7 separate regions of the Mus musculus genome follow, and regions 1, 3, 4, 5, 6 and 7 are each linked to region 2. The links are chromatin contacts, called in public HiChIP or PLAC-seq and promoter capture Hi-C maps. All regions are on one chromosome and are shown on one strand. The core of a region is the stretch at or near the end of the contact, and the rest is flanking DNA. Distances in the headings are between cores, read along the strand shown.

Region 1 (3,680 bases), core at 213-2,712, 2.7 Mb after region 2:
TCAAGGTTCGCGGAAAGCACACATTTAGAGGCAGAGATCCAGGCTACTCATCTTTAAGATCCAACCCTAGGAAGGCTGGAGTGGAGGGGAGGAGTGACTGTCTCCATTGTGTCTTAGTGGATTCTGAAGGACCGATCAGCGAGTCTGGGCTCAAGACAACAGTGAAACCTTGCTGCCACCTGCTGGCCACTTAAGCCATCGTTCTGGGACCTTTGATGATCAGGAGCTAGCTTTTCTGGTATTTTGGATAGCTCATCTTTTCTCAGCACTTTTATGCTTGGCAGTTTATCTGAGCATTCTGGGTACCTGTCAATAAGAAGATGTGATTTCTTATGTCAAATCTGTATTATCATATTTGGTCTATAATCCTGGGAAAACCCAATAAAACCTGCTTTCATAAGGCAGTGGTTGAAGAAGGTGAGTATATACAAGTGTATTCCTGAAGTTCTAATGCCAGTGCATTCACCAACTGGGTGGCTTTGCCAAATTACTTCACTGTTCATAGCCTCCCTGTTCTCTGATTTAAAACAGAGCTGATCACCAGGTCTGCAGACACCAGGGACAACCTTTCAAACAGAAGGGAGGTGCTTGCTCAGTTGACTCTGTCCCCTGCCCATGAAGCTGTTCTCAGCTCCTGGGGATCCACCATCCATCTGGCAAGGGGGACACTGTGCCCCAAGGTACTCAGAGGCACTCCTGAGGAGCTGCCGGATTCCTGTCATTTCCCACAGTCCTTTGCTGATCCTCATATCCTCTCATCTTGATCACACTCTGAGGATGGGAGTCACCCCTGTTCATTGTATGCATGAATGTCTGTGTGTGTCAGAGAGAGAGAGAGAGAGAGAGAGAGAGAGAGAGAGAGAGAGAGAGAGAGAGATCGTCACTCAGTTTCTCTCTCCTGAACCCACACGTCATCCCTTTAAGGACACTAGTGTGTGAACATTATACTTGCTAAGTATATGACATAAAATCTGAAGGGTCCTTTTCAATGGTGCCTAAATGAACAGAAAGTGTTACCCTCCTAATGTCTGCTAGCTTAGCTTGCCACCCCACACACTTTGCTAAGCTTTGCTCCCAAACTATAGGTTTTGAGAAGAAAATTACTAACAGCCGAGCTTGCCCAGCAAGGCCATGCCTCTAAGCATTAAAATAAAAAGGATGTAAGACATAGAGATGTAATAAGACATTGATTGATTATTACAAATAAGAGAGAGAGAGAAAGGGAAGGAAGACTGGGACTTAGATGGCGTGTAGGCAGGCTGTGTCCTCCTGATTATGGTAAGAGGAAATGGAGGAAGGGTCACGGGGTCAGAGTTCACAGACTGTTCGCTCCACTCAGTCTGTGTCCACCCGCCTCGGGGCCTTGCAGCCTCATAAAACGAGTGGCCTCGCTCCTGCTCTACTGCTCTTATGGATCGTGGTGACATGGGTGGGAATTTCCCAACAGGCTCAGTTGATGGCGCTGTTTGGTAGGTCAAGTGTGGCCTTGCTTAGCCTGGAGAATACACAGACCCACCCACTTCCGATCTGCTCCCTTTAATTCTGTTTGCCACCAGGGATAAGAACTCTGAGCTTCTGCTCGCGCTTCCATGCCTACTATTGGCTGCTGCACCTCGATGCCGTGATGGACTCACACTCACACACACACACCCGAACCACAATCCAAAATAAGCTCCTTCCTCTATAAACTGCTTCTGGTGGGTCATGGTGCTTTATCCTAGCAAGGGAACAGTATCTAATATGTCAGGGTCATTTGCTTCTCACGTGGTTTTTTTTTTTTAAAGATTTATTTATTTATTTATTTTTTTGTCTATTTATTTAATGTATGCGGGTACACTGTCACTGTTTTCAGACACCAGAAGACAGCATCGGATGCCCATTACAGATGGTTGTGAGCCACCTTGCGGTTGCTGGGAATTGAACGCTCCAGCCCCTCTCACACAGTTGTTTCCAGGTTAGCAAACGCGGATGATAACCTACTTGAACTTGTTAGCAAGGCTTCCAAAGACATCTATTCTCAGGAACTTGGTCTTCTGTAAAGCATGTGAAATACAAATCAAAACAGCTAGCTCCTGGCCGGGCAGTGGTGGCGCATGCCTTTAATCCCAGCACTTGGGAAGCAGAGGCAGGTGGATTTCTGAGTTCGAGGCCAGCCTGGTCTACAGAGGGAGTTCCAGGACAGCCAAGGCTATACAGAGAAACCCTGTCTTGAAAACAAAACAAAACAACAACAACAAACTCAGCTAGCTCCCATTAATAAGGTATACATCCTAAGAGACTTTTTTTTCTATATATAAACATACGTGATAGTTTTACATGTAAACTAGGCACAGTAAGAGATTAACAAGATCCAAAAATAAAATAATTGTCACAATACACTGCAACAAAAATTATGTTATAAGAAAAATAAGATATGAGGTTATCTTTTAGGAATTTCCAATTAATATTTTCAAGCTTCAGATGACTGGAGTAATTGAAAACCAGAAAGTTAAAGCTTGGATGTGGAGACGACTACTGTCCATCACTGGGAGGACTACTGTCCATCACTGGGAGGACTACTGTCCATCACTGGGAGGGCCACTATCCATTATTGGGAGGGCCACTGTCCATCACTGAGAGGATCACTGTCCATTACTGGGAGGATCACTGTCCATCACTGGGGGATCACTGCCCATCACTGGGAAGATCACTGTCCATCACTGGGAGGATCACTGTCCATCACTGGGGGATCACTGCCCATCACTGGGAGGACCACTGTCCATCACTGGGAGGATCACTATCCATTACTGGGAGGATCACTGTCCATCACTGGGGGAATCACTGCCCATCACTGGGAGGATCATTGTCCATCACTGGGAGGACCACTGTCCATCACTGGGAGGATCACTATCCATTACTGGGAGGATCACTGTCCATCACTGGGGGATCACTGCCCATCACTGGGAGGATCATTGTCCATCAGTGGGAGGACCACTGTCCATCACTGGGAGGATCACTGTCCATTACTGGGAGGATCACTGTCCATCACTGGGGGATCACTGCCCATCACTGGGAGGATCACTGTCCATCACTGGGAGGACCACTGTCCATCACTGGGAGGATCACTATCCATTACTGGGAGGATCACTGTCCATCACTGGGGGATCACTGCCCATCACTGGGAGGATCATTGTCCATCACTGGGAGGACCACTGTCCATCACTGGGAGGATCACTGTCCATTACTGGGAGGATCACTGTCCATCACTGGGAGGATCACTGTCCATCACTGGGAGGGCTACTGTCCATCACTGGTAGCTTTTCCGCATGCCTCTCCTTACCTTTCTGTCACCGTGCTTTGTTCCATAAGGGCTGACCTCCATGAGTGTTTTCTGAGTCCTTTCCCTTGGGCTTCTCTGGGTTTGCCTAGTGAGAGGCAGTGAGAAGAAACCCGAGGAGGCAGGAGAGAGGTCAGTGTTTCTTTCCAGTGGCAGGGTCTGAGTCTTTCTCCTGGTTCCAGCAGGCAGGTCACACCCCTTCCTCCCCTGGCTGCCATGGTTTCTGGAGGCCTGCATCCATTAGCCTTGACCAGCTTTATGACTTCTTTGCAGAATTCAATCTGATGCCACCTTCACCATCTTGCTTGGACACTTTATCCTGTAGACCAACCAGAATTGTGATCACGCAAGGACAGTTCTGCCC
Region 2 (3,747 bases), core at 836-3,335:
TAGTGTTTTTTTTTTTTTTTAAGAATTATTTATTTTATGTATATGAGCAGACTGTGGCTGTCCTCAAACACACCATAAGAGGGCATCAGATCCCATGTGGTTGCTGGGAATTGGACTCAGGGCCTCTGGAAGAGCAGTTTATGCTCTTAACAGCTGAGCCACCTCTCTATCCCCCATTTAGTGGTCTTTAAATGGAAGAGCCAGGTAGATGTGTTGGCTCATTCAGAAAGCTAGAAAACTGTAGGTTCAAAGCCAGCCTGGGCTATAGAGTGAGACAAAACACAACAATAAACGGTGAAATAATGTACAGGGGGTGGGGGAAGGCCACTCCTTCCACAGCTCAGGCAGCCCCTTTCACGGTTGAAAGGCCCGAGCTTAGAAAGCTGAATCTGCAGAAGAAAGTGAAAGTATGGAGAGGTCATCCTCTATCGACAGCTTCCGCCCTTCTCTACCTACGTCCTGCATCCAAGGCAGTCTTGATGGTTCACATCAGAACACTACAGCTGCTGGCCAGGCATGGCGGCACAAGCCTTTAGTCCCAGCACTCGATTTAATTGAGGCATTGACTCAGGACACAGAGGCAGGAAGATGTGTGTGCAAGGCCAGTCTGGTCTATATTGAGTCTTCCATACCTGCTAGGGTTACACACTAAAGTTTAAAAAAAAAAATAGGAAGGGAAGAAAGAACTTAAGGAAGAAACTAGTTTAAGAAATATATGTAAACAAACAAATATTATAAAGCCGTTAAAATAAACACTGTGGGTGTTTGTTTGTTTGTTTGTTTGTTTTGGAGACAGGGTTTCTCTGTGTAGCCCTGGCTGTCCTGGAACTCATTCTGTAGACCAGGCTGGCCTCGAACTCAGAAATCCACCTGCCTCTGCCTCCCAAGTGCTGGGATTAAAGTGCTGCCTCCCACTGCTGGCTGCTAAAAGAAACATTGTTACTAATGTTCATGAATGGCTACCTTAAAACTGTAAAGGAAACAACAAAACATTGTTATAATTATCGGTTGTCACCTTTTTACAGAGTTTTGGATCACAGCCAGGGCCTGGTACCTGATCACACGTACATGAGAAAAGTCAGAAAAGGAATGTAGCAAGCAGTTGATAGTCAATTCAACAAAACTGAGAGATGGCTTCTGCGTCCTAGTTTATACACCTTCAGACTCTACACAAAAGATTCAGTCCCCATTTCTAAACTGGGAAGAATATGGCTGATGTGAAAACTGGGTAAGAATGTGTGGCCAGTCAGGCAGTGGTGGCACATGTCTTTAGTCCCAGCACTCAGATGGATCTCTGAGTTCAAGGGCAGCCTGGTCTACAGAGTGTATACCAGGACAACCAGGAAGGGATACACGGAGAAATCCTGTCTAGGAAGAACAAAAACAAAAACGTGTGGCATCAATGCTTAAAAAGATGGGTGGATTGCCAGCTGTAGTAGCACAGGTCCTTAATTCCAGTACTTGGGAGGCAGAGGTAGGGATTATCTCAGTGAGTCCGAGGTCAGCCTGGTCTACATAGTACACTGAAAGTTCTTTGCTAAAGTTACATGGCTTCAGTAAAATTTGCTTAGCTTTAGAGAAAATCTCATTGAGGTAGGGGCGGGTCATTCATGTTTCCGTGTGTACACATATACATACACACGCACAGAGATACACACACACACACACACACACACATGCCTTTGTCTCCGGAGAGCTGAGAGAAGCCACAGCCCCCATAGGATTATTTAAGGAGCTAAACCTAAACTCAGGTACCCAAGAGTTAACGCAGATACCCCGCACGCAGGCGCAGAATGTGGGCGGAGCCAGGAAACACCGAAGACGGTTCTGACCAATGGGCGGAAGTGCTGCTCCAGCGACCGCCCATTCGAGCCCCCATGGAAACATGGCCTTCATTCCGCTTAGCAAGGGCATCCAGTGCCACACTCACCCAGAGCTGGGGCTCCCGCACTGGCGACACCCCGGGGCCGGACGCGCTCGCAGCTCAGGTCTCACCCCAGAGAGAGAAAGGGAACGGCGCGATCTTTGAACCCTTCTTGCGGGAAGCCAGCGAGCGCTTTGCGGGCCGGCGCCTGCGCGTGAGGACGCAAGTCCCGGAAGCAGGAAGCTCCTCTCTTCTTGCTTAGCGTTCACGTCTGGAGCAGCGAAGGGGTGCTTTGACCCCCGCCGGTTGCTTTCTGGTCCTGGTTTTTATTCTTAATATTTCACCATCCCGGACTCATTGTCTTCCTGGGGACCGGGGCTGTGGCGGTGATACAGGACTGGCAAGGAATGCCAGCCAGCAGACAAAGAACAGATCCTCTTCTGCAGGTGGCAGGACTTTAATGCCTAATGCGTCTAGAAAAGAAGTATTTAATAGCTGACAGTCTTGTCATTCTCTTTTCTATACGTGACCCGTCCCTACAGAGAGAGAGAGAGAGAGAGAGAGAGAGAGAGAGAAATTCCAGGCTTAGGAAAGTGTTTGGTAGTTGCATTTTAACTAGGCTAGAAGTAAAACTCTGAGAGATTAAGTATGGTCTTAATCTCTTATTCCTACCTAACAACACTTTCCTAAGTAAGTGCTAGAGAAAAGCTCGGGGTCTCAAACAGGCCACCACTCCAACTGACGCCCCCGGGGACAAGGCAAACTTTAGTTGATCAAGTGGGCGCTCTCAGGAAAACGTGGACACAGATAGGAAATGCATTTGGTTTTGTTGGTGGTTGGCTGGTTGGATTTTTTTTATGAGGCAGTGTTTCCACGTGTAGCCTTGGCTATCCTGGAACTCTCCCTGTCGGTCAGGCTGGCCTCTGCCTCTGTCTCCACCGCCTACCAATGCATTTGGCTTTTATTTTAGCTCAGGTGGTGACTGCCTTTCCCCACTAGTTGGTGCCATACCTGGAAGTCTTAATTCAGTTTAGCTAGTCTGAAAATAATTGGTACATAGAACATGAAGGAGGGGGCGGTGGTGCACACTTTTTAATCCCAACGTGAGGGAGGCAGAGGCAGACTCAGGCACAACTCTGAGTTTGAGGCCATCCAGCCTGGTCTACAGAGTGAATTCCAGGATAGCTAGGATTACACCGGGAAAAAAAAGAGAAGGAAAGCGTTAGGGAAAAGGGTCACTGTTTTGAGGAGAGAAGGGTTACACTACTCTAGGTGATCAAATTACTGGGAAAGAGGGCTTTGCCATTTGTGTAAACAGGTTTAAACTGGAGGGCAGCGTCAAGCCTTAACGAGGTGGGAGAGAAAACTATTTGAATTCCTTGTTGGTTCTAAACACAAGTTTTATGTTATTTGCTAGGAGATGCATCTGATATTTCTTTCAGCAGGTTTGTTAATCATCAAATTAATGTGAAGCTTGCTGTTGTCCCTTCTTCAGGAGCCTTGCAGGCTGTGTTGAGTGGAGCCAACATAGGTCCACTGGAGCCATTGTTAACTGAGAATGTGGGCAGATATGGATTAGACAGTGGTGGAGATAATTCCAAATCCTGGGTTTCTAGAACCTTCCCTCTTGTGGCACTTCTTGTCTCTAAACCAGAGAGCAGTAAGACACTAAAATCGTGAGCAGGTAACTAATGTTAACCACCCTGGCTTTAAGTGGTCTTGGCTGGTAACCACGCTGGGAAGAGCTGTCAGTTTATCCCTGTTAATAAAAGGACAGAGAAAGGGGCTCCAGCATGAAAGTACTGCCTTATCCAACCATATACAATCCACTCTCTTTTCCTTATCCAACCATATACAATACACTCTTTTTTCATTTCTTTAAA
Region 3 (3,949 bases), core at 1,030-3,529, 2.8 Mb before region 2:
ATGGATACAGAGTAATGGGTATGGCAGCCTACTGTTGCTATGAGACTTAAAAATCAGGTGCTGTTTAAAAGGCCCATATTCTAAACCGTGCGTTAGTACTAGGCAGCAAAATTACAAAGGCAGTTTCTCTCACTCAACATGCACATTGTAATGGAAGAATTTTCATGTGATAAGTAAATCTTTTCGGGCTACCAACATGGCTCATTACTTTTCAACCTCAAGCTACTTCAGAGACCCAGGTTCCCTCGATTAAAAGCACATAAAAGGCCTGAGTATACCTTAAATAATAAGGAGGCAGTCTCTCTTAGAACAAAGCGAGCTTCAATACTTTATCTCATTAATAATCTCTAGAAGCGGGAAATGGACCCAAAGTGCTTTCCCTCGGTTTCTGCAGCTAGAAAAGCATCCCAGCTTCGGGTTCCAGATCATTGCCTGAGCCCTGGCAGCAAGTCTCTGACCTGCCGGAAGACTGGTTAGGACATTGTGAGGATGTGATGGTTAGTTTCCGCCGTCGACTTGGCACAATCTGCCATCACCTAGGAACAAAGGCTCCGAAAGAAATTGTCTAGAACAGATTGACCTGTGGATGTGTCTATGCAAGTCTGGGGAGGGTGAGGGGAGATCTTCATTATGTTAATTGATGTGTGTGAACCCAGCATAAAAGTTGTTGGCGCCATTTTTCCTGGGATAGAGTCCTAGAGTGTATTTTATTTTAAAGCAAGGCAAAAGGAGGCATGCATTTGTTTCACCATGACTTTCCCAAGATGATGGGCTGTAACCTAAAGTCATGCAACCTCTGGCACTACTGGCGTAAAGTGGGACCTCTAAGGATGTAGGGCCCAAAGGATATAAGTTAATTAGGTCGTCATGGGAGTGGACGGAGTCCTTGATGGAAAAATGAGGACTCAGCTCTTTCCTCCCCATCTTTTCATTTCCTGGCTTTCATGAGGCAAAGGCTTTGTCTGCCAGGAGCTTCCAAGCGTGAGACATTGCAGCATCAGGACCAAGCACCAGGGACTGAGCTCCTTACAACCATGTGCCAAAATACTCCTTTTCTCTTTTTACTTGCTTACCTCAGGCATCTTTGCCACAGTGATGGGAACTTGCCAAACATGTGCATCAAGATCAGAACATGAACAAACACAACATGCCTCTTAGGGAAAGTGTCTGAAACCTCCAGCACCACTGGAAAGCAAGACTCGTGAGCTTGACATCAACGTCATCTTCAGCCAGAATCCTTGAGCCACAGCCACATCATCCGCTGCACCCCTGGGTACCCTGTGGGAGAACAATGCAGTGTGTACAATCAGGGATGGCAGAGCTAGTGCCTCCTGTTTTACTTTTGTTTATATTTCATTTTCTTCTAGTGTTTGAGATTATCATACAATTAGATCATTCTCCCTTTCTCTTTCTTCCCTTCAAATCCCCCCTATTTACCCCATCCTTGCTCTCTTACAAATTCCTGGCTTCTTTTTTCATTAATTGTTGTTACAAGCATATATGTATATACCTACATATTCCTAAATACTTAAATATAACCTGCTCGGTCTGTATAATGTTAACTCATACGTATGTTTTCAGGGCTCATCATTTGATATTGGATAGCTAATGTGTGCTCATCCCTGGGGAAACTATTTCTCCTCTTCTCAGCATCCCTTAGTGGCTTGGATTTCTTTGCATAGGGCTGTGCCTAAATGAGCTTTCCACCATCCATATTAGCATGTCTACTGTCACTGCCTCCATGTAACTCATGTTTAGGCAATCATGTTGGTGAGAGTTCATGGCTGTAGCTTCTAACATCCCTAGAGATACACCTCATATCTGGATTCCTGTTTCCCTGGCTCTTAACAGCCTCGTTACCCCATCTTCTTCCATGAGCCCTGAGCCTCAGGTGGAGGAGTTACACTGCAGCTGTATCAGTTAGGACTAGGCTCCATAACTTTGTATTTTGATTGGTTATGGTTTTCTGTAGTGGTCTCTATCTGTTGCAAAGATAAGTTTTCTTGCCAATGGGTGAGAGCTGCACTTATCTTTGTGTATAAGGACAAATATTTAGAAAATAGTTGGGGACTATACTGATTTAGCAAAGTGCCAGTTGTAGTAGGCTCTACTCCAAGATCTATGACTTCATTAGCCCTGAGTAGCGAAGCACCAGGAATGGTTTCCCTCTGGTAGAGTAGGTCTTAAGACCCATTGGAAAGTCATTGGTTACCACCACATTCTATGTGTGCCACTGTAGAATCTTTAGTTATTGTACCATCACAATTTGCCCTTGAAATAGTCATCTTCCTTCCTTAGCCCCTAAAGTGCTGGGATTAGAGGTTTGCACCACGTCTGGCTCCTAGCACTTTCATTGAGACAGGTATCCTTGTGTGTGTGTGTTACATAAAATAATTCAATACTTTCAATAACCTTGTAAGGTAAGGAATATTATTGCCCATATTTTAAAGAAAACATGTAACAAGAAATTAAATATTTTTGCTCAGAGTAAAACCAGCTAGACATTTATACTTCATGGTCTTACCTTTCATAATTTCCTAAAGGCAGATATTCTACTATCAAGAAACATATGATTCTCCTTTTAAAAAGTTTGGGAGGGGAGTGGTAAAAAGAATGTGAAAGGCCTCATTAAGGAAAAAAGTTAGGCTGAATGGAAAAGTGACAGGCTATAATAATGGAAGCTTTTTACCTGGCAAAGACTGGGGTACTGCCAGCATTAGACCCAAAGAGTGTGCCTAAATCTTATATCAAGTCTTTGAGCTTGATACCAGTCTTGGAAGGTGAAGCACGCTTTGAACATTTTGATCTCAGAGTTCTGAAGTTGTGCTGAAGATTGGAATAGACTTTTAGGTAGCTAGCTCAAGTCCCCAGAGGAAGAGCTGCATATCACCTCCCTGGAAAGAACAATGGCCTAACCAGTACAGATGATATATCTGGAACAGAGGCTTCTGAAACTACCACACACAGACACTCAAAGTGACCAGCCAGTGTGACTTTGCCCAGGACTGTTTTAAGTTAGCTCTACATTCCAGGAATCCCCTCTCTTGTCAAAACTGAAAGTTGGCCATGCTGGGGGCAGAGCTGGAGTTATCCTAGACATGTGTAGGCAACCAGTGCAGAAACAGAACCATGCCTCAGAAAAAGTCAGTGCTGCCTCTTCCAATATGTGACACAGAGGTGTCATTTCCCTCCCTCGGATACCTCATTTCTCTTTCTCTAGAACATGAGAGTAATGGTCTTTCTTGTCGTCTGTCCTTTTCTTTTTTCTGAGACTTAAATGAAAACTTAAGGAAAGTTCCTGGAAGTGTGGGAGGCTCATGGTAGTCCAACAGATATGGTCGATGTCCGGACTACATTCCAGGAATTAAAACATCAAACAGAAACTCAATAAGTAACTGTGTCTAGACACGGCTTTTGTTTTGTTTTCTGGGTTTTTTTTAAAGTGGGGAGCAGGGTGTATTCATGACCACGTGTATTTCGGTTTGCACAGAGTCAACTCACTCTCCAAAGTCTGTAACAATCCATGTTGACTCATGCTTGCTAGTGAGATGGTACATTGTAAAATTCCACTTATGAGTAAGTTCAAATGACCTTTTGTAAAGTAAATATTTTAAGTGAAGAAATAATGCCCATTATGACAGAAACACTTTTCTGTCTATTATTTCAGGAAGAAAGTCTGTACAAAGCGATTGCTTACAATATCTGACTGTCTCAGCTAAAATAACTCGGCTCTCTAATTTAAATTTGTATCTAACAACTCTTGTTTCATACTAAATACATTTTGAAGGATTATTTAGAGAGGACCATGATCTAAACCTGTGTTTTCAATGTTAACAGGCTGTGAAAGGGATCCAAAAATAAGATGTGTTTAATCCTATGGTCTAGGAGGCTGTGCTTGATTTCTGTGTGATGTGAATCAATGCATTATAACTAATTATTCCTTTGATGG
Region 4 (3,817 bases), core at 477-2,976, 2.7 Mb after region 2:
AACCCTTCTGGAAATTCGCCTAAGCGTCCTCCAAAGAGGAAAACAGAACTGTCATATGGCCTGGCGACACCACTCTTAGGATGATCAGAAAACTTTAAAAAGCCAAACAAATGGTACACTACTGTCATGGCCACAACCACTCACAATGGCAGAAAGGTGAAAGTGACCCCAGTGGCCGTCAAAATACACAAAACTCACTGTAGCCAACCAATGGCATGTTATCCATCCATTAAAAAAAGAAGAGAGAGAGTGCCGGGCGGTGGTGACACATGCCTTTAATCCCAGCACTCGGGAGGCAGAGGCAGGTGGATTTCTGAGTTCAAGGCCAGCCTGGTCAACAAAGTGAGTGCCAGGACAGCCAGGGCTATACAGAGAAACCCTGTCTTGAAAAACCAAAAAAAAAGAGAGAGAGAGAGAGAGAGAGAGAGATGGACTACAGACACATGCTTCCAGAGGAAGGATGCTTAAGGGATGATATGCTGGGGCTCAGGAGACGGCTCAGTGAATAAAGTATTTGCAGGTTCCTGGCACTCACATAAAAGCCCACCTGTGACAGCTGGCCTATGATCCCAGTGCTCAAAGGATAGAAGAGACAAAGCAAAGGCTTCCCCAGGGCCGGAGGGCGGGCAGTCGGGCAGGTGGGCAGGTGGGCAGGCAGGCGGGCGGGCGGGCAGGCAGGCGGGCGGGCGGGTGGGCAGGCGGGCAGGCTAGCTGACTAACCAAAGCCTTGGTTATAAATAAAGCGGGAAGTGGTCAGGCAGACACTCAATGCCAATCTCCGGTCTCCCCACGAGAACTCATGCAGAGCTGAACACCCATGAGCCCACCCATACACGTGCAAACACAAAGGCACACGTAGGCATACGTGACACACAGATACAAACGCAAGAAAAACTAGGCTAAGCTGTCCACGGCGGCACGGATCTGTGATCCGAGCACCAGAGAGGCTGAGGTGAGTGTCGTAAGTTCAAAAGCAGCCTGTGCAATACAGCGCACGATCTGTGTGCCTGAAAAGGAACAGGAGCCAACCCCGGAGTCCCCAGAGACAACTCCCACTGGAAACCATCGCCTGGGGTGGGGGGCAGCCAGGGACACAATCCATCCAACCCCCGTGCTGCCGGTGGATGACAAAAGCCCAGAGCTGAGCCAGTGTGGTGGCACACATCAGGGAACTCCAGCACTTGGGAGGCTGAGTCAGGAAAATCTCAAGGAGAAGAAGGTCAGCCTAGGCTACAGAGCAAGAATGACTCAAAACAAACAAGCAAAGACAACCCACAGGGCTGGTAATACGGCAATAATACGGCATATCACAGAGAAGAGGTTGTGAGGTTTGAAAAATGACCTGCCAAGGCCAGGCCTGAGCCTGAGATCCCTCCCCACAGACCCTGGAGCCTTCCAGTAAGTAGGGGGACAGGAACAGCCTGCAAAGCACCCACCCTTCCCTCATGGCCGCTCAGACACCAGTTCAGATGAGCACATCTCCACCTCCTGCCCTCCTCCTCACCGACTCCATCTCCACAGCCCCCAGACCTCCACCGGGAACACTCCTAGACTGGGCCTCATCCTGACGACCTTCCACCTCCCTGGGCCGACCTGCCAGGTTGCTGGGCCTATTCTCACCTCCGCAGAGCTGACGCAGGAAATCTGGAGCAGGAGGCAGACTTGATCTGTGTTGACGAGGTTCAGAGCTCTAAGGAAGATGGGAGAGTGGCAGGGGAGATGGAAGTGGTCCCCAGGGGTGGCAGATTTCACAAAGGCAGCCTGTTTCTACAGGATATCCTGTCTTCCCCCACTGCGGCAGAAGTGCGTTTGGGGCTCCTAAGGAAATGCAACTGAAAGTCGTTAGCCTAGGAGACCCTCCGCTCCACGCCATGCCAGGCGTCAGGCGGGGGCTCAGGCCCGCTGCTGCAGCCTTGTAGCCCCTCCCTCACAAACTGTACACAGCAAGTCTCCTTAAACTAGCTCCAAGACCTCAGGCCCAAGGATTGTTCCAAACCAGACTGACCTGTAGATCCATGGATACAACCACACACACACACACACACACACACACACACACTGTCGGTTCCAACAATACAGACCCATGCCACATTTCATCTGTAAACAAGACACAATAAGAAATTCACTACATGGGGCGGGAGAAAAAAAAGAAAAGAAATTCACTACAGAGCCAGGAATAGTTGATTTTCAAGACAGGGTTTCTCTTTGTAGCCCTGGCTGTCTTGAAACGCACTGTGTAGACCAGGCTCACAGAGATCTATCTGTGTCTGCCTCCCAAGGGCTAGGACTAAAGGTGAGCACCTGGCTGACTGCTGACAGTGGTGGTGACAGAGGTTGAGAAGTGTATAGAAGGGGGAACTGTGCCTAATTATTAATGTCTTGTACACATTTACACAGGAACATTGTGAGTTCCGACACATCCAGGGTTTCAAAGTAAGAGTCCTAACTCAGAGAGAAAGAAGGGGCCAGGAAGAAATCACAGTAACTAAGACAATTGGTCCAAGGGTGTGGCTTAGTGGTAAAACTTAGCTTATGCAAAGCCTTGGGTTGGAATCCCATGACTTCAAAAACAAATAAATAGAATAGTCACAACCACATACTTTAATAAAAGCTATTTAAAAGGTAAGACTCATCCCCTTAAAAAAAAAAAAAAACACAATAATTTCCCAGGTATGACAGCACATACCGGAAATCCCAGCGTTCAGGAGTCTAAGGCAGGAGAATGGAGAGAACTGAGTTCAAGGACACCCTGGACAAGACAGAGATACTCCATCTCTAATGACTGTAGTAACACTGCGATTTGTTTCTAGATCTTTATACTTAATGTGTTTGGTCTATCATAAGCAAAGAGTAGCTGAAGTAAAACTGTAGCTAGAGGGACAGCGTGAGCCTCTGGATCATTGGTAAATCCATTCTCGAGGCGGCAGAAACTGGAACCGATACATGAAGGTTGTTTGGGGGAGGGGGTATCTTATTTTGTTTTATTCGAGCCCACCCCCCACCCTTCTTTTATTTCTACTTCCCAACTTAAAACGTTCCCAGCAGGAAACATCGGGCACCTTTCCCAATACCATTTCCCAATACCATACCTCAGTTATCCTAGGTTTCAAAACTGTTGGGATATCCCCCCACCCCCACCTCCCATCTCAATCTAAGTCCTCTTTACAGAAAGGTTGCAGCAGGACCCAGCCCCAAAAGACCTTGGCCTATTCTGAAACCAAGGCTCTGTTCAGCTGCCAGAGCCTCCCACAGCCTCTCCGTGAATCATCCCTCTGTTTAACCTCCTTCAGATGCAGACAACTGATCTACGAGTGTAACCGTCTCCTCGTACCCTGTCGAGGTCATTCCCCGACACGCGACACAGGCCAAAGCTTGACTCCCACACCCAGTGAGCCCAGCCCTCTACTGCACTGCCTTGCAGCAGCAGACTGCATGATCTCTGGGCAACTGGGAGAGGAACTTCTCCAGCTAACTAAAGACCTATGAGGTCTTCTAGAACGATCTACCAACCCTGGAGGAATCTCTCCTGCTGCGCATACTTGCAGCCTGGGCCCCTTGTTGCTGAATGAAGTCCCTGGAGAGCAAGGGAACAGAGGAAGTCTTATGCTGGATGGGTGTGGAAGAAGGTGCCAGAGGTTGAGAAAGGTACAGAAGGGGAGACTGTGCCTCACTGTGAACAAGTCTTGTTCACATTTACACTGGGACACTGTTTTCCTTATTCCTCTGCTCCTTGCTCCTTGCTGGGGGCCGTTTAATTTCTAAGTGCCCCTTTTAATTTGTCAAGTAAGCGATGCAGCTTACCATGACGTTAAAAGAC
Region 5 (3,626 bases), core at 922-3,421, 2.6 Mb before region 2:
TTCCGTTTTGATTTTAAAGCCAGGACTGGCATCAAGCTTATGAGGCTGGCACTGGGGAGGCAGGCAAAGGCCAACCTTCTGGAGCTCACTTGGCAACCTGGTCTTTTTGGCAAGATCCTGGATACGGACCGATTATGTCTCAAAAAGCAATGTGCACAACCTGAAGATAAACAGCGGAGGCTGATCCTGGCCATTGGAGAAACACAGGCAGAAGTGTCCACATACATATGCACACATAGATACATAGATGGATAGATGGATGGATGGACAGATGGATGGATGGACTGACAGAAATGCACAGAGGGTTTTGAGTGGTACCACTAATAGTTCAAGAATCGTTAACTATATGGCAGCTGATTGGCATAATGGTTATTAAACATATGTGAAGGGAGAGAGTGTATAATTTTCGCTACAAGGGCACAATTCCTGTCTGAAGATAATTTTGGCTGTCCTGAATAAGTTGAATGAAGGTGGCCTATAGTGGGTAAAGTTCGGGCACACTGCTATACTCCCTACAACATGAAAGATAGCAATCTTCCCTATTCTCATTTTGAAGAGTTATCTAAAGTGTCAATAGTACCAACTTCAACAAACCTGGTATAACATTTAGTACTGCTGAAAAAAAAATCAAATAAGCACGAGTTTTCATTCACCGATCCCGATAAAAATAAAACATTTGAGGAAATCAATGCCATTCATACTCTACCAGAGAATTATACAGGCGAAAGAGCTACAGGCAAGTAGACAAGACTTTATAATAAGAACACCACACTTGATTCATCCTGGAAATCTAGGAACACACTTAAGACATAATTAGTAAGGTATCAAGAATTCTTTAGCCCTAAAAATACTGTAAAATACTTCCATATTGTCCACTTAGGAAATACTCTCTAAGTGTTAGGGGAAGGTGCTTCTTTCAGTCTTGCTTATAGGTGATTAAAAAAAATATGTCTAAAGAAGGTTGTTTACCTAACATTCCACAGTCAACCTGCTCCCAATCTAACTGCCAAGACGGTCATTTCTTCTACAAGACAGGGAAAATACATTTTCACTTTCAATAACGCACCATCCCAAACAATGATTTCCAATCCCCACGTCTAATTTAGCGTACTCTCTGAACCCCAAACATACATGTATACTCACCTCCTAAGTCCTACTCAATCGTTCTAACAGTGACCACATTCTCTCTTACCAAAACTACTTGTTGTTTCTCCTTCACTGCCTTTCACTTTTTCAGATTAAATAGAGAATGCGATCTGTTCATGATCACACGGAAGACAAATGGCATCCTAAGTGTAGAACACCATTTGGGACAAATTCCGTACTGAATTAATATCCTGCACTAGCTTGCTGCTTGTTAGAGGTCTGATAGTAACAATATTGGGGAAAGCATGGTGGGGGTGGGGGTGGGGTAATCAAAGTTCAAACCCAGAGGTGTAGCTTTGGGAAGGCGCACGGCTCTCCTATTTATAGCGGTTGACTGACCAGCCTAGCCGAAGGCTAGTCCCTTTGCTGCTCGTGAGTATCTAATCATAAAGTCAATCGACAAAGCATGACTTCTAGATTGGATATAAAACTTTTAGGATATCACCATCGCCCTTTCCTGTCTTAGGAGGCTCGATCGCCGCCTGCATTATTCACAAGCCTGTGGCGCGCCGTGACCTTGGGCTGCCCCAGGCGGGCTGCAGGCTCACCACCCCGTCTTTTCTGCTTTTCGAGTCGGCCCGCTCTGCTCCCAGGAGAGCATTCACGGTCTTATTTAGTGAGCGTAAGGCAAATCTGAATACCCAGCAGGGCCGAGGTCACCTGTGACCCCAGGCCAGGCCAGGACGGTGCCAAGGACACGGGGCTGCGCTCTACTCCCAGGGCAAAGGTGACGGGCAGCCCTCTCTCCTCGTGAAGAAACCCAGAAGCTCAGTCCCAGGAGGCCGAGCTAGCCCAGTTACCCTCCCAGTCACCTTGCACTGAGTCCCGAGCTGCCAGAGTCACCGCCGCCGCCACCGTTCTACTTCCGGCCCTGGCTCCGCCTACACACGCCTACCCGCCATCGCAAGGCACTATGGGCCGCGGCTTCAGTCGTTCGACGCTCACCGGACAGGAAGCGCCTCGAAGGGAGTCTGCGACCGGACGCCTCTAGGTGAGACAGAAGCCAAACAGGAGGAGGAAGTGGAGGGTAAGTGCTTCCGGGTCCCTCAGCTAAGACTCCGCCATCTTTCCTACACTTTAACTTCACCCCCTTTTCCCTCTTGGAGACACTGCACTGTACGCATGCGTATTCTGGCCTGTCCCCTAGTTCAAGCTCCCTTCGGAGTCAGCGTCCCGATCCTTGGGGTTGGGGAGGTGGATGTAGGGTGGGGGTACAAAGGAGCGCGTAAAAACCAAAACCAAAACAAAACAAAAAACCAAAGCGGCTGGGGGGCGTTTGTGCCTCGTGAGCCCCGTCGTCGCGGGCGTTTCGGGCCGCGCAGCCTGCTGGGAGTTGTAGTTCCAGGCCCGGGGGTGCCTGGGAGGCGGGAGAGGGGCTGGGGTTCCTTAGCGCCGATTCCACGGGAAGGGCCCCGGGACCTTACCCTGCTACTCGCGGGAGCGGCGCGGCTCGCCCGGAGAGGCGCTGTACCTGGAGCCCGCGCCGCCGCCGTTCCCAGCCGGCTGTGGAAGCGCGGGCTAGGGCCACGGGACGAATTCCGGAGCTGGTGAGTTGCGGACGCGGGCTGGCGGGGAGCGCGGGCCCGCGCGGGCGGCCTGGTTCCGGGGCTTGTCCCCCCCCGCGGCCGCCTCTGTGTTTTGTTTCCGCTGGGTCCCCGGCGCTGCGACTCCCATTTCCGTTCGTGGAGACTTGAGGGAGCCTGGTGGGGAGGGGCGGGAGAGGCTGTGCGGGAAGCCGAGGGGAGGGGCGCGGGGAGCGGCGTGGCCCGGGCCGCGTTGCGGGACGCGGCGGAGTCGCCCGTCGCACGGGCGCGGTCCAGGCTCGGCGCGCTGGCCGAGCGCACAGCCCCGGGCGCTCCCGGGTCTCTCGGGAAGATGCCAGACCTGTCTGTCACCCGAGTCAGCCATCCCCGCACTAGCAGTACCGATTGCCCTTCTGGAACTGTCCTAGAGTCGCATCGGTGCAATCGTTCTAATGCATAGGATGACTTTCTGCGTCTTTCCCGAAGATGTCAGTGAAAGTTACTGTACCTTGCCAACTTCCCCCACTCCTCCCCCCGACCTTTTTTGGGGGTTGGTGTAGTGCAGTGAACACAACGATGGAGTTTAGGGGATTCCACCCTTAGGGTCCACAGCATAGAGAATGGTGCCAGCGCATCGTTTCACGATGACAAACAGTCATTTGAAACTAAATCCTTAGGTAGGCCAGTGAGATGGTTCGACAGGTAAAGGCACTTGCTGCCGAGCCAGACTGTTCAGCCTCTGGAATCCAGATGGAAGGAGGAGAGAACTGTCTGCTCTCTGACCTCCACAAGTGCGCATGCGCACCTTATAAGTGGTGTCTGGGTACGTGTAAGTTTGTGTTGGGTGTCACTTTCTAGCCTGGCTGACCTTGAACTTGCTATGTAGATTAGACCGGCCTAGAGTTTAGAGGCCTATCTGCCTCTATTTTCTGAGCGCCGGCATTAAAGGTGTGCACT
Region 6 (3,850 bases), core at 34-2,533, 2.4 Mb before region 2:
ATGAAGAAAATATCTAATAAAAAAACATCATTAAAAAAAAAAAGAAAAAAAAGTGAAACCCACTGAGGTTCCTGGGAGTGGCTGAAGTCACTATGCAGCTCAGAGGGTTCACAGACAGGCATGATCGAGCCCGACTCTTCATACACCAATTTCCCTCACTGTGATTTCAGCTCCCTGCAGGCTAACTGTGCCTGGGTGTGTGCAGAGGCGGTTGGTTCCAGGGTTCGCTATAGAGAGCAAACTCCAGTTTGCCCACCTCCCTTTTGTATATTTGTATATAGTTTGGAGTATCTAATGTCTACACTGTCCTTTTTCAGACTGTTTATATTACTGAAGATAATGCAAACATTAAAGGGAGTGGTTTTTCTTCCTGTATTGTTTGAGAAACGAGAAAAAAAAGCTTGTATATGCTCAGTACAGAGGCATTCATTTTTGACTCATGGTTGCTTGAATGCATAGATAAGGAGACTGAGGACTGACTGGGCTCCAGTCGATCCTCACACCGACAATTAAGATATTAAAAAAAAATCCCTACAGTTTTCATATCCATTTGACTCCTCAATTTGCAAGGTGACACCATTTCTTTTAATATTAGTTTTAGATTTACTTATTTTGTTTTGTGTATGCTGGGTATGTGTGTTAGTGTGTGTGTGTGTGTGTGTGTGTGTGTGTGTGTGTGTGTGTGTGTGGTGGGGGTCAGGTGTAATGCCCTTGACCATCTAAACTACAACACAAGGGAGTGATTCCTAGACAAAATTCCCCACGGATAGCATCTATTTGATATATCCCCCACCCCTGGCAGAATGCAGCTTATCTATACAACAATGGCAAGCAAAGATAACAGTGAAGACTTATGTAACTCACTGCCTTATCATTGAAAATTCTATTTGATTGAGAGCTAGTAATGCGGTCCCTTGAAATGGCTACGAGTTATGGGCTATGACAGCGTGAGTAATTTATGTATGAGTGAACTGTAAACCTATAAAGAAGGACTTTATAGGAAATTTTAATCTCCACGTGACAAGGCTTTCAAACTGCCATCTCCACTTAAAACATTTTTTTAATATAAAGTTTCCTTCATCTCTCTAATTTCAAACTAGCTAAAACTCTTAGTACATTCCACTCAAAACCTAAATAGCGGCCACCCCTACCAAGTCTGAGTTGGATGAACAGGAAAATAGAAGCGAGTGATCTTTCAACAGCACACTGGATTTTAAAGAGGTGTGTTCTTGAGCCTCTCTTCTTTTACGGCCAGTTCGAACACAGTTGCTGGAGAACACTATGAATGTCCTACGTGGACAGAAGGCAATAAAAATGTAATCTACGCTCTGTTTACTCTTCACCAGTCAAGCTACATTTCTTTTTTATGTCTATGAACTTGTACTGACATGGGACATTTTTTTTTATCAGATATGTGCGATGAATGTAGAAGAATGAATGTTAGCATAATTTTTATTCATAGCTATATTCCCTGCACTTAAATGCTATCTTTAGCCTGAATACGAACAACCACCAGGCAGAAAGACATAAAATGAGAGTAATAGTAACTGGAAGTCAGACTCGCTTAGCCGTAGGGTGTTGTTTCTTCTTAGTTTGCTGGAAGCTTCCTTGACTTCATTAGCAGTGGCTCACAAAGACATGAACAGTCATAACTACTCAATATTTAACAGATGAGTTCAGAACGCCAGTCTTCACTACCAGTCGTATCACAAAAACTCTGATAGTGAGCGCTGATGGATCCTTAACTTCTTAAAGCCTTAAAGATACAGCGAATGTAAATTTACCACAGCCTTCCAGAGCAACCTTTCCCAATTCACTCATATGCTGAGATTTAATCCTTCCGACCACATCTCTGATCCTGTAAGTAAATTACTGAATGTGGCCTGCTTACATTATCCTGCCGAGTCTCTCAAGAGGCATAGTGGTAGCATTCTCACACTCTGGGCTAATAAAAGTAACCTCTCTGTGTATTAAAGTAGACATGTTGCTGCTAGCTGCTTTCCATTTTATGTAGATGTATGCAAAGGCTAGAAGCCACTGTAAGGTGCCTTCCTCGGCCACTCCCTCTTTTATTTACCTGCTTGTTTGTTTTTGTTTTTGTTTGTTTTAAAGGCAGGTCTTTCACTAACTTGGAGCAAGCCCATTGGCTAGTCTGGCTTCACCATTCTACCCTAGCACCAGGGTTCCAGACTCCTCCTGTGTTGCAGTCCCCGCATTCGAATGCTGGGGGTTCAAATTTTCAAATTCAGGTCCTCATGCTTGCATAGCAGGTACATCACCAACAGAGGCCTCTCCTAGGACGCTGGCTGCCATGGCAACCACACAGTCATGACTACCTACTAATTTACTATCTGTGGTTGCAGCAGTGTGTAGATAGGATAGTGACTCTACGGCCTGACAGAAAAGCACGCCCAATCCCTTTAATAAAATGGATGCACTTCCATGCCTTTATCAAGTAGCTGATGGAAGGAGTACATATCTGTGCAAGAATTATTTAAACAACAATAATAATAATTATTATTATTATTTTGAAATAGGTCCCATTATATAGCTCTGACTAGCCTGGAAGTAACTCTGGAGCCCAGCTTGGCCTCAGCCTTGCAGAAATCCATTAGCTTCTTCCTCTTGAGTTCTGGGGTTAAAGAAGTGCGCCAACCATGCCTAGCCAAATAATTGTTTTTACTATAGTTTGGCAGTCTAAGAGAATAGCATAGTTCCATTATTAGTATTCCATGATGTGCTAACAAATTGATGGCTATTATTTCACAGCTAGAAGAACAAATGAAGAATAATTTAAAACAATAGCCCAAAACTAGCCAAGGACAATGGCTGAGGGTAACACTGGTAGACCCTATTCATGTTGGCATGAGTCAGCTACTGTTTGCAAATCATAACCTTCTGATACAAAAAACTACTTCGGGACTACTGGATCACACAATGTGTGGACAAAGCCATCTCTTCCCCTGTTTTAACCATGTATGGGGCCATATCTCCCCCTGATATGCTGTAATCATGGACCTAAGACCAGAAACACAATGCCAAGATAGAGGTAAACAAGAAGCAAGGGTCTCCAGCATCTCTACAGATAGCCAGGTTAATGGAAACCAGGATGAAACAAACGGGGAAGTGGGGAGGGGTATGCGGGTAAACCATGATTAACAGAGCTTGCTGGTCTACCTTCTGTATCCACCGTAGCTTACAATACATTAGAAAAAAACACTGAGACATCTGATCTTGTAGTCAAAGAACAACAGCATCTGGGATCTAGGAAGTTGGTCTAACAGGGTCATAAACATCTGCGGCTTCAGGCATCCTTATACTTTAACAGGATCTCCCATCTGTGACCCACAAATCTATATATGAACGTAGTTCCACTCTCAGTCAGGTCAGGGGTGAAGAGAATACTAGACTGGAACAGAGGTACATCTTGGTACTGTGGTATACTGCACCATGGTGGAAAAGTGGGAGCGCCTGGTAGATCCCTGGAGCGCTCACTCACTGAGGTTCTGGGTTGGATTCCCAGCAAGCATGCAGTGACTCACAGCCACCTTTACTGGGATCTGATGCCTTCTTCTATCCTGCAGGCATAAATGCAGATAGAGCACTCACATACATAAATAAATAAGTAGCTCTTGCCCTCTTGTTCTCTTTTCTTCTTGTTCCCTCTCTTTCCCCTTGCCCCTTCCGTCCTCTCTCCCCATTCCCTTCCCCCTCTCTCCATGTGCTCATGGCCGGCCTCCACTCTTCTACTTCTCTACTCTTTCTGCCTTTCTCTGCCTCTACTACCCTCTTGTCTCCCCTCCCCATGCCCTGAATAAACTTTATTCTATACTAAATAATAAAAATAAAA
Region 7 (3,684 bases), core at 810-3,309, 2.8 Mb after region 2:
CCTGGTCTACAGAGTGAGTTCCAGGACAGTCAGGGCTACACAGAGAAACCCTGTCTCGAAAAAAAAAAAAAAATCCCTTTCTCTGGCTATAAGGATGGCTCAGTGGTTAAGAGCACTGACTGCTCTGCCAGAGGTCCTGAGTTCAAGTCCCAGCAACCATCTGTAATGGGAAATAATGCACTCTTCTAGTGTGTGTCTGAAGACAGCTGTAGTGTACTCATATAAATAAAAAATAAATCCTAAAAAAAAAAAGAATTCCCTTCCTCTTATTGATACCCTTTCTTGTCTCTAGGGACCCCCCATATATCTTTCTAGACATTTCTGAGAACTCATGTAAATACATGCTGAGCCCCCTCTTTGTAGTTTGTAACCTTTGCTCATTCCATACCATTTTAACAAATATTTTCCTTGAAACACTATTTCTCACCCATTGCATGGAGGTATCACATAGGACTTTATCAGGCATCCTGTTCTCCAGTGTGTGGCTTAGAGCCAGTGGAATGCACGGCGTGTCCGAGAACCACTTCACACAGGGAAGAGAATACAGATTTTTACTCAGCAAGTAACACCAGCTGGGAATGGTGGGGCAGACAAGCAATCCTAGTTACTAGGGATGCTGAGGCAGGAGGATCTTAAATTCAAGTTTAGTCCCTATCTCAAAAATTAAAAAAGAACCCCTCTAACCCCAGCAACTGAGAGGCAGAGGCCAGGGAGATCTCTGTGAGTTCAAGGTCAGCCTGTCTGTTCTACACAATGAGTTCCATGAGAGCCAAAGGTACACAGTGTGATATTTTTAAAAAGGTATGTGTGTCTTTTTTTTTTTCAAATTTTTATTATTTTCTTCATTTACATTTCAAATGCTATCTGGGGAGTCCCCTATACCACGCCCCCCTGCTCCCCTCCCCACCCACTCCCACTTCTTGGCCCTGGCATTCCACTGTACTGAGGCATATAAATTTGCAAGACCAAGGGCCTCTCCTCCCAGTGATTGTCGAGTTGGCCATCTTCTGCTACATATGCAGCTAGAAACACGAGCTCCGGAGGTACTGGGTAGTTCATATTGTTGTTCCACCTATAGGGTTGTAGACCCCTTCAGCTCCTTGGGTACTTTCTCTAGCTCCTCCATTAGGGGCCCTGTGTTCCATCCAATAGATGACTGTGAACATCCACTTCTGTATTTGCCAGGCACTGGCAAAGCCTTACACGAGACAGCTATATCAGGGTCCTTTCAGCAAAATCTTGCTGGCATACGCAATAGTGTCTGCATTTGGTGGCTGATTATGGCACGGATCTCCAGGTGGGGCAGTCTCTGGATGGTCCATCCTTTTGTCTCAGCTCCAAACTGTGTCTCTGTAACTCCGTCCATGGGTATTTTGTTCGTTATTTTAAGGAGGAATGAAGTATCCACACGTTGGTCTTCCTTCCTCTTGATTTTCTTGTGTTTTGCGTGTGTGTGTGTGTGTGTGTGTGTGTGTGTGTGTCTTAACTGGCAGAGCACTTGTCTGTCATGCAGGGGGCGGGGTGGGGGGTGGGGACTGTCTAATCTCCAGCTCTAGTAACAAAAATAAAAGAAGTAAAAAATAAGTAAGAAACGGGGGTGTGTCTAGAGATAGAACATGGGCTTTACACATTTTAGACATCATGAGAAAATAAAGCTGGAAATGACACTGGGCATCCATCTTGGCGCATCTCAACTTTCACACTGCAACCGAGGCGCGCTGTGCAAAGTCAGTGACAATCCGCATTTCCAGACACAGTGGGTTCAGACCTTCCAGGCGCGCACGCGGGCCTCGTGTTCTCGGTTTCCGCGGCGACTCGGCCGACGTCACAGTTAGAAGACAATAGCGACTTTCCCCGCTCAGGCTCCTCGGGAACTTTCTCAGTCCGCACGCTCCAGGAGCCGGAGCTACCCTCCGCCCCGCCCCCAGCGTGCCCCGCGGCCAGGGAGCTCCACGAAGGGCGGGCGGAGGCCGCGGGTAGCGATTGGTTCCGTGCCAAGGTGGGCGTGGTCAGACTCAGGCCTATAAAAGCTCCGTGGCGCCAGGGCCTCGTTTTTTTGCGCGGTCCTTTCCTGCGGCGCCTTCCGTCCGTCGGCTTCTCGTCTTGCTCTCTCTGGTCCCTCCGGAGGAGGCCGCCGCGCGTCTCCCGGGGAAGCATGGCGATGAAAGCGGTGTGCGTGCTGAAGGGCGACGGTCCGGTGCAGGGAACCATCCACTTCGAGCAGAAGGCAAGGCCCGGGGCGCGGGGCGCAGGCCGCGGTGACGCGGCGCACCTGTGCGGGAGCACGCCACGCCCCCGCCACGGCCTGAGCCCGCTAAGTGCTGAGTCACCGTGGCCTGGGGCAGGGGCTGGGCGCCGGGAAGCGAGGCCCGGGGCGCCGCGGGGCCTTCCGGGCGGGCGGGGGCCTCCCCGCGCCCCGGAGCGGCTGGGCCTGCCCGGGAGAGCCGGCTTGGCATCCGTTATCCTTCTGGGGCTGCTGCTTTTCCGGTGTCCGTGTCCCACAGGCTCAGAGCCCCGTGGCCACCGGCTGCGATTGTTGTAAGAATATTTGAACCCGGTGGTGCCAGACCGGACTAAGGCCGCAGGACGCGTTTGCGGCACTTTAAAGCAAAGTCCTGGGCTGTTCTGTACTAGGTCAGGGTCGTGTCGCAAGGCGGAAAGAAAGAGATGGCCTTGGACAGCCGTCCCTTGCTTTGCACTCCAGAGAGAGACCCGGCTGTGGGTTTTTTCTACCACAGCGAGTTTCTGAGCACATTTTGGAAAAGTACATAGAGATATTTTCGAAAATACTGTGACCCTGCAAAAACACATGCGTCACAGGGAAGATGTGTGTGGTAAGGTTGTGTCCAGAGCCTTAGGGAGGTTACCGTTGTTGTATTCACCTTAATCCCGAGAGAATATTTGATAAATGAGCGTTATGTGCTCTCTGAAGTGGTGGACATACGTGTGAGAAGGCAGACACCATAGTGAATCCCAAGTGTTTGGTTTACGACGAGAACTGATAACGGCAATTTAGAGTTTTTCGTAACTAGCCTCGTTTCCAGCAGTTTCTTGGCATTGAAATGCGTTTTGTTGTTTTCCTGTGGAAGTTTTTTGTTTTTGTCTTTTTCTCCTCCCCACGTAATTCACTGTGAGAAAGACGAAGTTCGGCTGGGTCTTACCCCTGTGTGTGGGTTTCTGTCATCTTCCACCATGCCATGCCAGAGCAGCTCGCACTATTTTTGTGACGCTGCAAACTACACATCGCTGGTGCCCTTTGTACCCAATGAAACGATAGTTAAGCATTCCAGATTGGCAGTTGTAATCAAAGCTGGTTGATTTAACCTGTTGCCAACTTTTCAGAATCAGATTTTTCTACCCAAAGTTCATATTCCCTTATTCTGTTGCAAAAGTTGGACATTTAAAAAAAAAAAAACCTAAAAAATGATTGTCCTTGCTTGTTGGTCGGTTGCTCTTACATTTTCTCCCTATTGCTACACTTTCTGGAGCAGTACTAATTTGAATTTTGGGTGTTCTTTTCTTTTTTGTTAAGTGGCAAATTTTCTAGATTTGGATAGCTAATGAGATTTTTTTTTTAAGGTAGCTCTGGTTAGACCCAAATGGATCTCCACAGGCAGTAGGACAAAGGCATTTTCTGACCACTAAATAAAAATAGGGGAACTGATAAAATCACTGAATGTGGAG

Evidence for each region. Promoter capture Hi-C pulls out the DNA fragments that hold promoters and counts their contacts. HiChIP or PLAC-seq counts read pairs in DNA pulled down with a chosen protein or histone mark.
Region 1: a promoter capture Hi-C map of liver shows a contact between it and region 2, with 5 times the contacts expected there. The contact joins the enhancer-like site here to the promoter of Rwdd2b in region 2. A contact is called at or near these places in 6 of 39 promoter capture datasets (cranial neural crest, hippocampal neurons, liver and 2 more) and 2 of 115 datasets of contacts at active chromatin or transcription factors (astrocytes and large pre-B cells).
Region 3: a promoter capture Hi-C map of liver shows a contact between it and region 2, with 7 times the contacts expected there. The contact joins the promoter of 4930529L06Rik here to the promoter of Rwdd2b in region 2. A contact is called at or near these places in 3 of 39 promoter capture datasets (the 3T3-L1 cell line and liver).
Region 4: a promoter capture Hi-C map of pre-B cells shows a contact between it and region 2. The contact joins the enhancer-like site here to the promoter of Rwdd2b in region 2. A contact is called at or near these places in 9 of 39 promoter capture datasets (cranial neural crest, frontonasal cranial neural crest, hippocampal neurons and 6 more), 2 of 484 Hi-C or Micro-C datasets (embryonic stem cells and pre-B cells), 2 of 115 datasets of contacts at active chromatin or transcription factors (astrocytes and large pre-B cells) and 1 of 9 other capture datasets (embryonic stem cells).
Region 5: a contact with region 2 is called in a promoter capture Hi-C map of embryonic stem cells, with 9 times the contacts expected there. The contact joins the promoter of Atp5j here to the promoter of Rwdd2b in region 2. A contact is called at or near these places in 21 of 39 promoter capture datasets (the 3T3-L1 cell line, 3T3-L1-derived adipocytes, the C10 cell line and 13 more), 10 of 484 Hi-C or Micro-C datasets (B cells, CD4 T cells, LSK cells and 6 more), 15 of 115 datasets of contacts at active chromatin or transcription factors (astrocytes, embryonic brain, embryonic stem cells and 8 more) and 4 of 9 other capture datasets (adipose tissue, embryonic stem cells, liver and 1 more).
Region 6: an H3K27ac HiChIP or PLAC-seq map of extraembryonic endoderm stem cells shows a contact between it and region 2, with 8 times the contacts expected there. The contact joins the enhancer-like site here to the promoter of Rwdd2b in region 2. A contact is called at or near these places in 5 of 39 promoter capture datasets (the 3T3-L1 cell line, cranial neural crest, hippocampal neurons and 1 more) and 2 of 115 datasets of contacts at active chromatin or transcription factors (astrocytes and extraembryonic endoderm stem cells).
Region 7: a contact with region 2 is called in a promoter capture Hi-C map of hematopoietic stem and progenitor cells, with 6 times the contacts expected there. The contact joins the promoter of Sod1 here to the promoter of Rwdd2b in region 2. A contact is called at or near these places in 8 of 39 promoter capture datasets (the C10 cell line, hematopoietic stem and progenitor cells, hippocampal neurons and 4 more), 1 of 484 Hi-C or Micro-C datasets (CD4 T cells) and 3 of 115 datasets of contacts at active chromatin or transcription factors (astrocytes, embryonic stem cells and epiblast stem cells).

What each region holds. Positions count from the first base shown.
Region 1 is chr16:90,186,234-90,189,913 of GRCm38.p6, forward strand. No RefSeq gene overlaps it. Among named protein-coding and RNA genes, the nearest start is that of Gm35714, 16 kb to the right of the region's middle. Within about 2 kb of position 1,463, at least 11 of the 459 cell types and tissues checked have an H3K27ac peak or open chromatin away from gene starts, as enhancers often do. A contact at or near this core is called in liver, where this site is marked.
Region 2 is chr16:87,438,507-87,442,253 of GRCm38.p6, forward strand. Rwdd2b (RWD domain containing 2B) reads right to left here and starts at 2,086. Exons shown (of 5, transcript NM_016924.2): 1 at 1,931-2,086.
Region 3 is chr16:84,677,510-84,681,458 of GRCm38.p6, forward strand. It overlaps 4930529L06Rik (RIKEN cDNA 4930529L06 gene), which reads left to right and starts at 2,280. Exons shown (of 3, transcript NR_040537.1): 1 at 2,280-2,362.
Region 4 is chr16:90,136,580-90,140,396 of GRCm38.p6, forward strand. It overlaps a transcript of Tiam1 not described here. Among named protein-coding and RNA genes, the nearest start is that of Gm10789, 3.7 kb to the right of the region's middle. Within about 2 kb of position 1,727, at least 48 of the 459 cell types and tissues checked have an H3K27ac peak or open chromatin away from gene starts, as enhancers often do. A contact at or near this core is called in neutrophils, pre-B cells and stem cell-derived epiblast-like cells, where this site is marked.
Region 5 is chr16:84,832,851-84,836,476 of GRCm38.p6, forward strand. Atp5j (ATP synthase, H+ transporting, mitochondrial F0 complex, subunit F) reads right to left here and starts at 2,172. Exons shown (of 4, transcript NM_001302214.1): 1 at 1,959-2,172. It overlaps Gabpa (GA repeat binding protein, alpha), which reads left to right and starts at 2,274. Exons shown (of 10, transcript NM_008065.2): 1 at 2,274-2,693.
Region 6 is chr16:85,033,693-85,037,542 of GRCm38.p6, forward strand. The region is part of intron 8 of App (amyloid beta (A4) precursor protein); the gene reads right to left. Among named protein-coding and RNA genes, the nearest start is that of Gm10791, 63 kb to the left of the region's middle. Within about 2 kb of position 1,284, at least 5 of the 459 cell types and tissues checked have an H3K27ac peak or open chromatin away from gene starts, as enhancers often do. A contact at or near this core is called in extraembryonic endoderm stem cells, where this site is marked.
Region 7 is chr16:90,218,703-90,222,386 of GRCm38.p6, forward strand. Sod1 (superoxide dismutase 1, soluble) reads left to right here and starts at 2,060. Exons shown (of 5, transcript NM_011434.2): 1 at 2,060-2,227. The coding sequence starts at 2,156.